Linked DNA regions of Mus musculus: region 1 is linked to region 2. The links are chromatin contacts, called in public HiChIP or PLAC-seq maps. All regions are on one chromosome and are shown on one strand. The core of a region is the stretch at or near the end of the contact, and the rest is flanking DNA. Distances in the headings are between cores, read along the strand shown. Region 1 overlaps Sptbn1 (spectrin beta, non-erythrocytic 1). Region 2 holds the start of Ccdc88a (coiled coil domain containing 88A).

Region 1 (3,890 bases), core at 323-2,822, 840 kb after region 2:
TGAAAGACTTTGTCTCAAAAAATAAGGTATGTGCACCTGAAGATTTACACTGGACTGTCTAGTTTTGTCAATTTGACGCAGCTGGAGTCATCAGAGATAAAGGAGCTTCAGTTGAGGAAATGCTTCCATGAGATCCAGCTGTAAGGCATTTTCTCAATTAGTGATCAATGCGAGAGGGCCTAGCCCACTATGGGTGTTTCATCCCTGGGCTGTGGTCCTCAGTTCTGTAAGAAAGCACACTGAGCAAGCCAGAGTAAGCAAGCCAGTAAGCAGCACCCCTCCATGGCCTCTGCATCAACTCCTGCCTACAGGTCCCAGCCCTGCTGGAGATACTGTGCTTTCTTCTCCAATGATGGACTGTGATCTAGAAGTATAAGCAGAATAAGCCCTTTCCTCCCCAACCTGCTTTTGGTTATGGATATGTCTCCCCAACTAAGACAAACATCTAGGGTTGATCTCTGTCCTCCACACACATGTGCACACATGTGCACAGCCATGTGCATGCACACCCATGCCCATATGTGTACCCACAAACATTAACATTCATACACAACAAATAGAAGAATGAGATACACACATGCACTAGAATATTATTCCGCTTTAAAAAATGGAATCATGTCACAAGCCTGTCACACCAGCACATGGATGAACCTTAAAGGTATTATGTTAAGTGCAAAAAGCCAGTCAAAACGAGAAAAATAGGCTCATAGTGGCACCTATGCCATTCAAGTGTCCACTGCAGTCTGAGCAGGTCTGAGCCAAGAAGACAGCCATAGTGGTGGTGCACTTCGAAAGGGAAATGGCCTATTAAGGCAAACTGATGTCCCCTGGAGATGATCAAGCCACTCAGCGTGGTATATGTTCCTGGAGCCCTTCTGTTTCTGGGCAAGGAGCAGTTTGCTGGTGTGGATATTCGGGTCTATGTGAAGAGTAGTGGTCTTGGGACCCAAATTTATGCCATCCCATAGCCCATTTCTAAAGCCCTGGTGGCTTATCAAAAATATGTAGATGAGCCTCTAAGAAAGAGATCAAAGATACCCTGCCCCTGTTTGATACCAGAAATCCTACCAATAAGCCCATCTCAAGGATCAAGGTCCATTCACCTTTGTAATAAAACATCCTGGAATTTTAACGTTAAATAAAAAACAAACATGTTCTAAGTCCTGGGAACAGTCAGGAGGATGGAGGAGGGGCAATGAAATAACTGTCTAGTTAGTTGTTCCTCAGTTTTGCAAGATTAAAACATTCTACACATCTGTTACCCAGCAGTGTGCTCGCAGTTAATATCAATGAAAGGTGCACACATTTGGTTATTAGTTTTTAAAAATAATTAAAAATAAACTTTCAATAAAAACAGAGGGAACACACTGACAGTAGACCTAGAATCACATGCTCCTCACATGTGCTCTCAAAGCCGTCAGCCGATCCCTCCAAGTCCTGTTTTTCCAACCTTAAGAAATAAGAACTGGACTGGGAATCCTGCCAAATCTCATTTTTATAACAAAGGTCTCATAAATGAGTTACTGACTCATACTTGCATGCAGCACTGCGGGGTGACGACCTCTCAGCAGTCCCAGTTACTGCAGGGCCTGGTGAACTCTACAAAGCCAACCTTCACCCAACTGCTCCAGATCTGTACTTTCCAGTCAGTATCTCTAAGACTGATATTCCAAAGCTGACCAACTGTGACTTCAGACACTGTAACCTATTATACTGAGGCAACTGTATATTCCTTTAATGTACGTGTATGTATGGGTGTGTGTGTGTGTGTGTGTGTGTGTGTGTGTGTGTGTGTGTACAGGAATATGGAAACACCTTCGCATGTGTTAGACTAGTTTTCTCCACTTTGAGCATTTTGTGACACCCTATCATCAACTTCTCTGAAATACTACGACTTGCCCACCCAGATACTGTTAGGGATAATTTTGGGGTATTAAAGGCTCAGAAAGCAATGGTCCAATATTCTTACTGATCAAAAAAAATCATAAGATTATGGAAGAGTGAATGGCAAAAATCAATGCACAGGAAAGAAGTCTGTAATTTCACGTGCTTATAATCAGTTACACTCGTTCTTGTTAATAACACTCTAAAAGAGCCTGCATTTCTGACTCACCATACATAAAACAGTAAAAAGAAAAATTTCCATGAGCTTGAGTAAGCATCATAAATCATTTCTTATTTCATTATTCTCATGAAGAGCAAAGGTTGCTACTGTCACCTACCAACATGTACTCACAATCCACTCCTCACTGTTACACAGAACAGTAGAAGACGCTGGGAGTCACCTTGGTAACAGAACAGAGTTAGCTTGCTAACTCCTGAGGTTATCTCATGCCAAAAATCATTGGTATTTCTGTTTGTTTGTTTTTGTTTTTCTCCCCAGTGCTAGCACGTAGACCCCAGGGCCTTGAGCATACCAGGTAAACACATCAGCCCTCCACAGCTTACAATTCATTCTGTCATATCTATCAGATGTATGGTATAATAAATGTTTTTGTTTGTTTTTTTTAAATAACAGGTCAGCTAGGGCCCCTTTACCCCCCATAAACTGGCTTTGCTTCTGTGTTTGACAGTCAGACACAAAAAGAAGATACACGGAAAGCGCCAACTCTCAATGTACAACCTTTCCTAAAGCAGTGGCAGGGCTTAGCTCTCTTGAGAAAGGTTTTATACGCTCAACCATTACAGATGCCCAAATGAGCTACAAAAGCTATCTCAGAACCTTCCTCATAATTTTTTTAAATTAACAATTGTGGGGAGAGGTACAAGGTTTAACTACCTCAGAAATTAAGGCTATCTGGAGACGTATAAAATATTAATACCAAGAAAGGCAACTTACAAGAGGGCTGGAAAAGGCAAGTAAAGGTCCCAGGGTTTTGGTTGCCTCTGAGTCTTACGACTGGTAACCCATGTTAGAGCGCACAAAAGCAGCCACAGAAAATCTTGATTGGAGTATGTAAAATAAGGATTAATAGCCCTATCAAAGACTGCTATTAACACTTCTGCATTATTCTAAAATATTCTCCAAGGTGATAGTGACCCACGAGTTTTAAGTATGATAAATAATCCTGGAAGCCTGCTCATATTCCTTTTTTATCATCCTCTGATACCAAGCGACAGCTGTGGTCATAAAGAGGAATGCACATGAGAGCTAAATTACCCCACCAGAGGCCAGCATGTTCCAGCAAGAACTAGCCTGCTTGACTAGGGTTTTTATACATGGATATGTCCCTCTCCCTCAACCTCACTTATTTGGTTGGGGGTTAGAATGAGAAAAATCAATGTACCAAAACTTTAAAGTATTTTTGTTATACTTCCTCAAATCGTTTTCTCTCAAATTTAGGAACATGCAGGATCACTCTAAGTATAGCATATAGACCTAAAACAGAAGTCCAATCAGAGAAGACCAAATATGGCGATCACACAGATTCGTTTTCATTAAAAAAACAAAGTCATGGTATACAGCTTGATGTATGTGCCTCATTGGTAAGGAGGCTATACAAGTCCTGGGCTCAACTGCCCAGAACTGCTAGAAAACAAAATGTTTAAAAATTCCAACCTAAAATTCTTTTCCTGTGCTTCATCGCAGTTCCTGGAATGAGGACTGAGTCACAAATGCCCTCTGAGCACCACTGCAAACAAGGGCAAAGGTCACCAGAGGCTAGCAGAACACGCGCCCTTTGAAAGCTTCTGGTTTCCCACAGGGACTTCTTATTCTGCCACCTGCATTAAGGCAATATTCTCAGTATGGAACACTCCTCCCTGAGGAGGGAAACAGAGCTCTCTCTTTACAAGATTTACTTTCAGTGTGGCATGCTAGTGCACACCTTTAATCCCAGCACTCAGAGGCAGAGGCAGGCGGCACTTGAGTTCTCAAAATGATCCCACAA
Region 2 (3,562 bases), core at 117-2,616:
ACAAGCAAACAGACAAACAAACAAACAAAAGAAATCCTGAAGAAATTGTGGTGTTTAATTTAGTATATGATAAAACATGTTTACTGTTACCTTAAATTATGAGAGATGGAGAGATGACTCAGTGGTTATGAGCTCTGGTTGCTGGTGCAGAGGACCAGGGTTTGATTCCTGGCATCCAGTGGCTCATGGCTGCCTCTAACCTCTGTTCCAGGGAACCTAGTGCCCTCTTCTGACCTCCACAGGAACCAGGCACATAAGTGGGGAAGAAACATACATCCAAGGCAAAAATTCATACAATCAATGAAAAATAAAACATACAAAAATAGATATCATTAAACATATGAGTAGTCAAAGAGGATAGGTACTTGTAAGCACTGTGCAAACATAAAATGCATTGTAATATCACAATACCATATTGTGTTTGGAAAAAGATGTTTTCTATTCCATCTTATCCTGGACATGCTATGGGTATGAGGAAGAATAACATTTAATTTGCTGTGGAACTGTCATATTTTGATGGGCCCTCTAGTACATAAGATAAATGATTTTTAACAAATGTTTGTCACACAACTTGGATGATTTCTAAATATTTTCTCTTGTGGCTCTCAATTTGGATTTTTTTTCCCAGTGACCAAGAAGTCAAAAAATAATGCCTGCATCATGGAAACTCCAGTCAGGAAATCCCATGTTGAAAGGCAGCTTTGGTTATTCTCGACTCTTATAAATATTTCATATATATATAATATATAAATTATATAAATATATATTATATCTATAAATATTTCATATATATATGAAAAGACGGGAAAACAAAAACAACCTCCATCCCCCCAAGATGTGCTTTTGCTTCTTGCTGCAGCTTTCCTAGGCCTTTTAGGGGGCGAGAAAGCATGTTTAACAGAGCAAATCAAAGTGTCCGAAAGAGGATGTCTGCACCCCTCGTGTTTAAAAAAAAGATGGGTTTCGTTCCTTTTCCTTCACACATGAAAGAAGGCGCTCCAGGAGGAAAGAAACCATAATTAGACATGAGCGAGCAAGCAGACAGACCCGGTTCCTCAGTCTTGCCCGGTTCCTCAGTCTCGCCCCCTACACCCTGGCATCCGTCCGGGGCGCGGACTCGACGCGGGCCCCCGCCGCAGCTGCATCGTCCGCGCGTCCACGCTCCGCCAGAATCTGGGCGGCGGCGGGCCGGCCGGGGGCGCGCTCACGCGGGAGCGCGCTCTTGCAGCGGTTTTCTTCTCCCACAATCCAGAGGTAGAGGCGCGGGAGGGCGGGGAGTCGGCGGAAGGATACTGGCGCGGAGGGAGTGGCGCGCTCGCCCGCCAGGCCGGCGGCGGGTGTGCTGCGGCACTGCGGTTCCGAGGCCGTTACCCTAGCTCCTCCAGAGGGCGGCGGAGGAGGCTGGAGCGCGGCAGCGGAGCGTCCGGGCGTCGCTGAGGCACACGGAGGCTGGCGGGGCTCCTGCAGCCGGACGGTCAGGGACACGCCTCGGTGCTCCGGACCCCGGCCAAGGCCAGGGCGCTGAAGCGAGCGCGAGGCCGCGGAGGGATGCTGAGCGCCTGGAGAGGGGCGAGCCGCGCCTGAGGCTGTGAGGTTGCGGGCAGACGCTCCCAGCTCTCGGCGCCCGTGCCCACTGGCGGCCGGAACGCCCAGAACCGCTCGCCCAGGTCCAGCCCGGCCCCCTCGGCCCCCACGTTGGGCTTGAGTTCTTGGCGGCCGCTGCGCTGGCCGGCTCCCCCCGGGAGCGGGGCAACCTTGACGGGCTTTTTGTCTCGTGCCCCGGCCGCTCTCCGCGTCCTCCTCCTCCAGATGCCTTTTTTCTGCCCCTCCTCACCGGGTGCAGACTGCCAGCATCGGCTGCGGCTCAGCGCGGGATTCGGGCTCGTTTCCCCGGGGGGGCTAAGGAGGGACAGCTCTTCCCCTTCTTCGATGGGATTTTCCTCTCCTGCCGGAATGAACTTTCATTGATTCCGTCTTCTACATTTACTGACCAATTCCCTGGGCGTATTTGTGGTACTTCCTCCCCCCGCCCCCTCCTGAATATATAATCTGTAAAATGGAGAACGAAATCTTCACTCCCCTTCTGGAGCAGTTCATGACCAGCCCCTTGGTCACTTGGGTAAGGAAGATGTCCTTTATGGTATATTTGGCCGTGTTATTTGTGGCTGCAGAGATGGAGGTGGGCGTTCACGTCGTGATAATCCTTCTGTTCTAGGTTAAAACGTTTGGACCTCTGGCTGCAGGAAATGGGACTAACCTGGATGAGTATGTGGCTTTAGTGGATGGGGTATTCTTGAACCAGGTCATGCTCCAAATGTAAGTGTCTTCTTCTTTCTTGGTAACTTATATTCTTTGAAACATTACATACTTTGAACTTAGATTTCACGACTTAATTTGGTTCTTTGGCCAGAAAAAAAAAAATCAGGTAGTTTAATTGGATCTTGGAAGGAGCGGTATTCTTATGTGCCTGCCCCATTTATCACAACCAAATAGTTATACCTGTTAAAATTGGTAAACTTTATCCGTGACTTTGCCAATTCTGTTTTGTCATTTATTGTCTTGACTGCTGAAATTCAAACTACATTGTGTCATCTTTGGTCATTTGGTAAAATGACGGAGATAGAGAAATCTTGTCTACCACAGGGAAAAGACTTAACTGAAGTTATATATGTGGAAAGATATTTATTAACCTTTTTAGTATAAGAATAAGTGGTTCAAAAATGGAAAGTGGTGAACTAATATGTTTCAGAAGTGAAAAATTCAGTTAACATTACAATTGGTCAGGAAGACTTTGTAGCAAACAATTTAAATATCCAAGTTTGATTAGATGGCTTATTGTGTTATTGATGAATTATTAAATTGTTTAATATTTGAGGAATTGTTTAAAGGTATTTTGAGGTTTATAAATAACTGAAGTCTTGAGAGCTGGGTTAATTAGTTAAATCTTTTGTTTGTAATACTGAGCATCTGTTAAGTAGGAATGGGGTTTTTGAGCTAGAAATTGAATATTGAAAGCATATCAGTACTTAGATCAGAGTAATACAAATGACTCCATTTTATTGTTACGGTATTGTAGTGCAGATTCATTGTGAGTACTAAAGTGGTTATCAGTTGCTGAAGATTTAGACTTCTTTCTCAGTCCAGTATCATTACAAGAATCTTGTACTTTTTGACTTGAAGATACTTCTTTTATATATGTGAGAAATTAATTCAGTATAAATGCTTGTTAGAGTCTGTATACTATTCTGTTAATTTTACATATATCAATTCCGTTTTTTTTTTTTAATGGAAATTATTTTTCTTTTTATACTTTCTATTTTAAGAGGTTTTTGCGGGTTAGGTTTTTGTCACCTTGACACAGGGATCTTTAGGGAGAAGGAAACCCTCAGTTAGAAAATGTCTTTGCCCTTCCCACCTGCAGGCAAGTCTGTGGGGGCATTTTCTTGGTTGCTTCATGTGGTTGCTTCATGCCCAACCCACCGCTGACAGTCCCTACCCTGGGCCGGTGGTCTTCGTTTGTGTAAGAAAGGTAGCTGAGCAAGCCAGAGGGACCTAGCTAGTA

The links. HiChIP or PLAC-seq counts read pairs in DNA pulled down with a chosen protein or histone mark.
Region 1: a contact with region 2 is called in a FOXA1 HiChIP or PLAC-seq map of pancreatic cancer cells. The contact joins the enhancer-like site here to the promoter of Ccdc88a in region 2. A contact is called at or near these places in 1 of 115 datasets of contacts at active chromatin or transcription factors (pancreatic cancer cells) and 1 of 9 other capture datasets (macrophages).

What each region holds. Positions count from the first base shown.
Region 1 is chr11:30,208,204-30,212,093 of GRCm38.p6, forward strand. The region is part of intron 1 of Sptbn1 (spectrin beta, non-erythrocytic 1); the gene reads right to left. Among named protein-coding and RNA genes, the nearest start is that of Sptbn1, 9.6 kb to the right of the region's middle. Within about 2 kb of position 1,573, at least 76 of the 459 cell types and tissues checked have an H3K27ac peak or open chromatin away from gene starts, as enhancers often do. A contact at or near this core is called in pancreatic cancer cells, where this site is marked.
Region 2 is chr11:29,372,292-29,375,853 of GRCm38.p6, forward strand. Ccdc88a (coiled coil domain containing 88A) reads left to right here and starts at 1,367. Exons shown (of 31, transcript NM_001363368.1): 1 at 1,367-2,119; 2 at 2,216-2,316. The coding sequence starts at 2,057.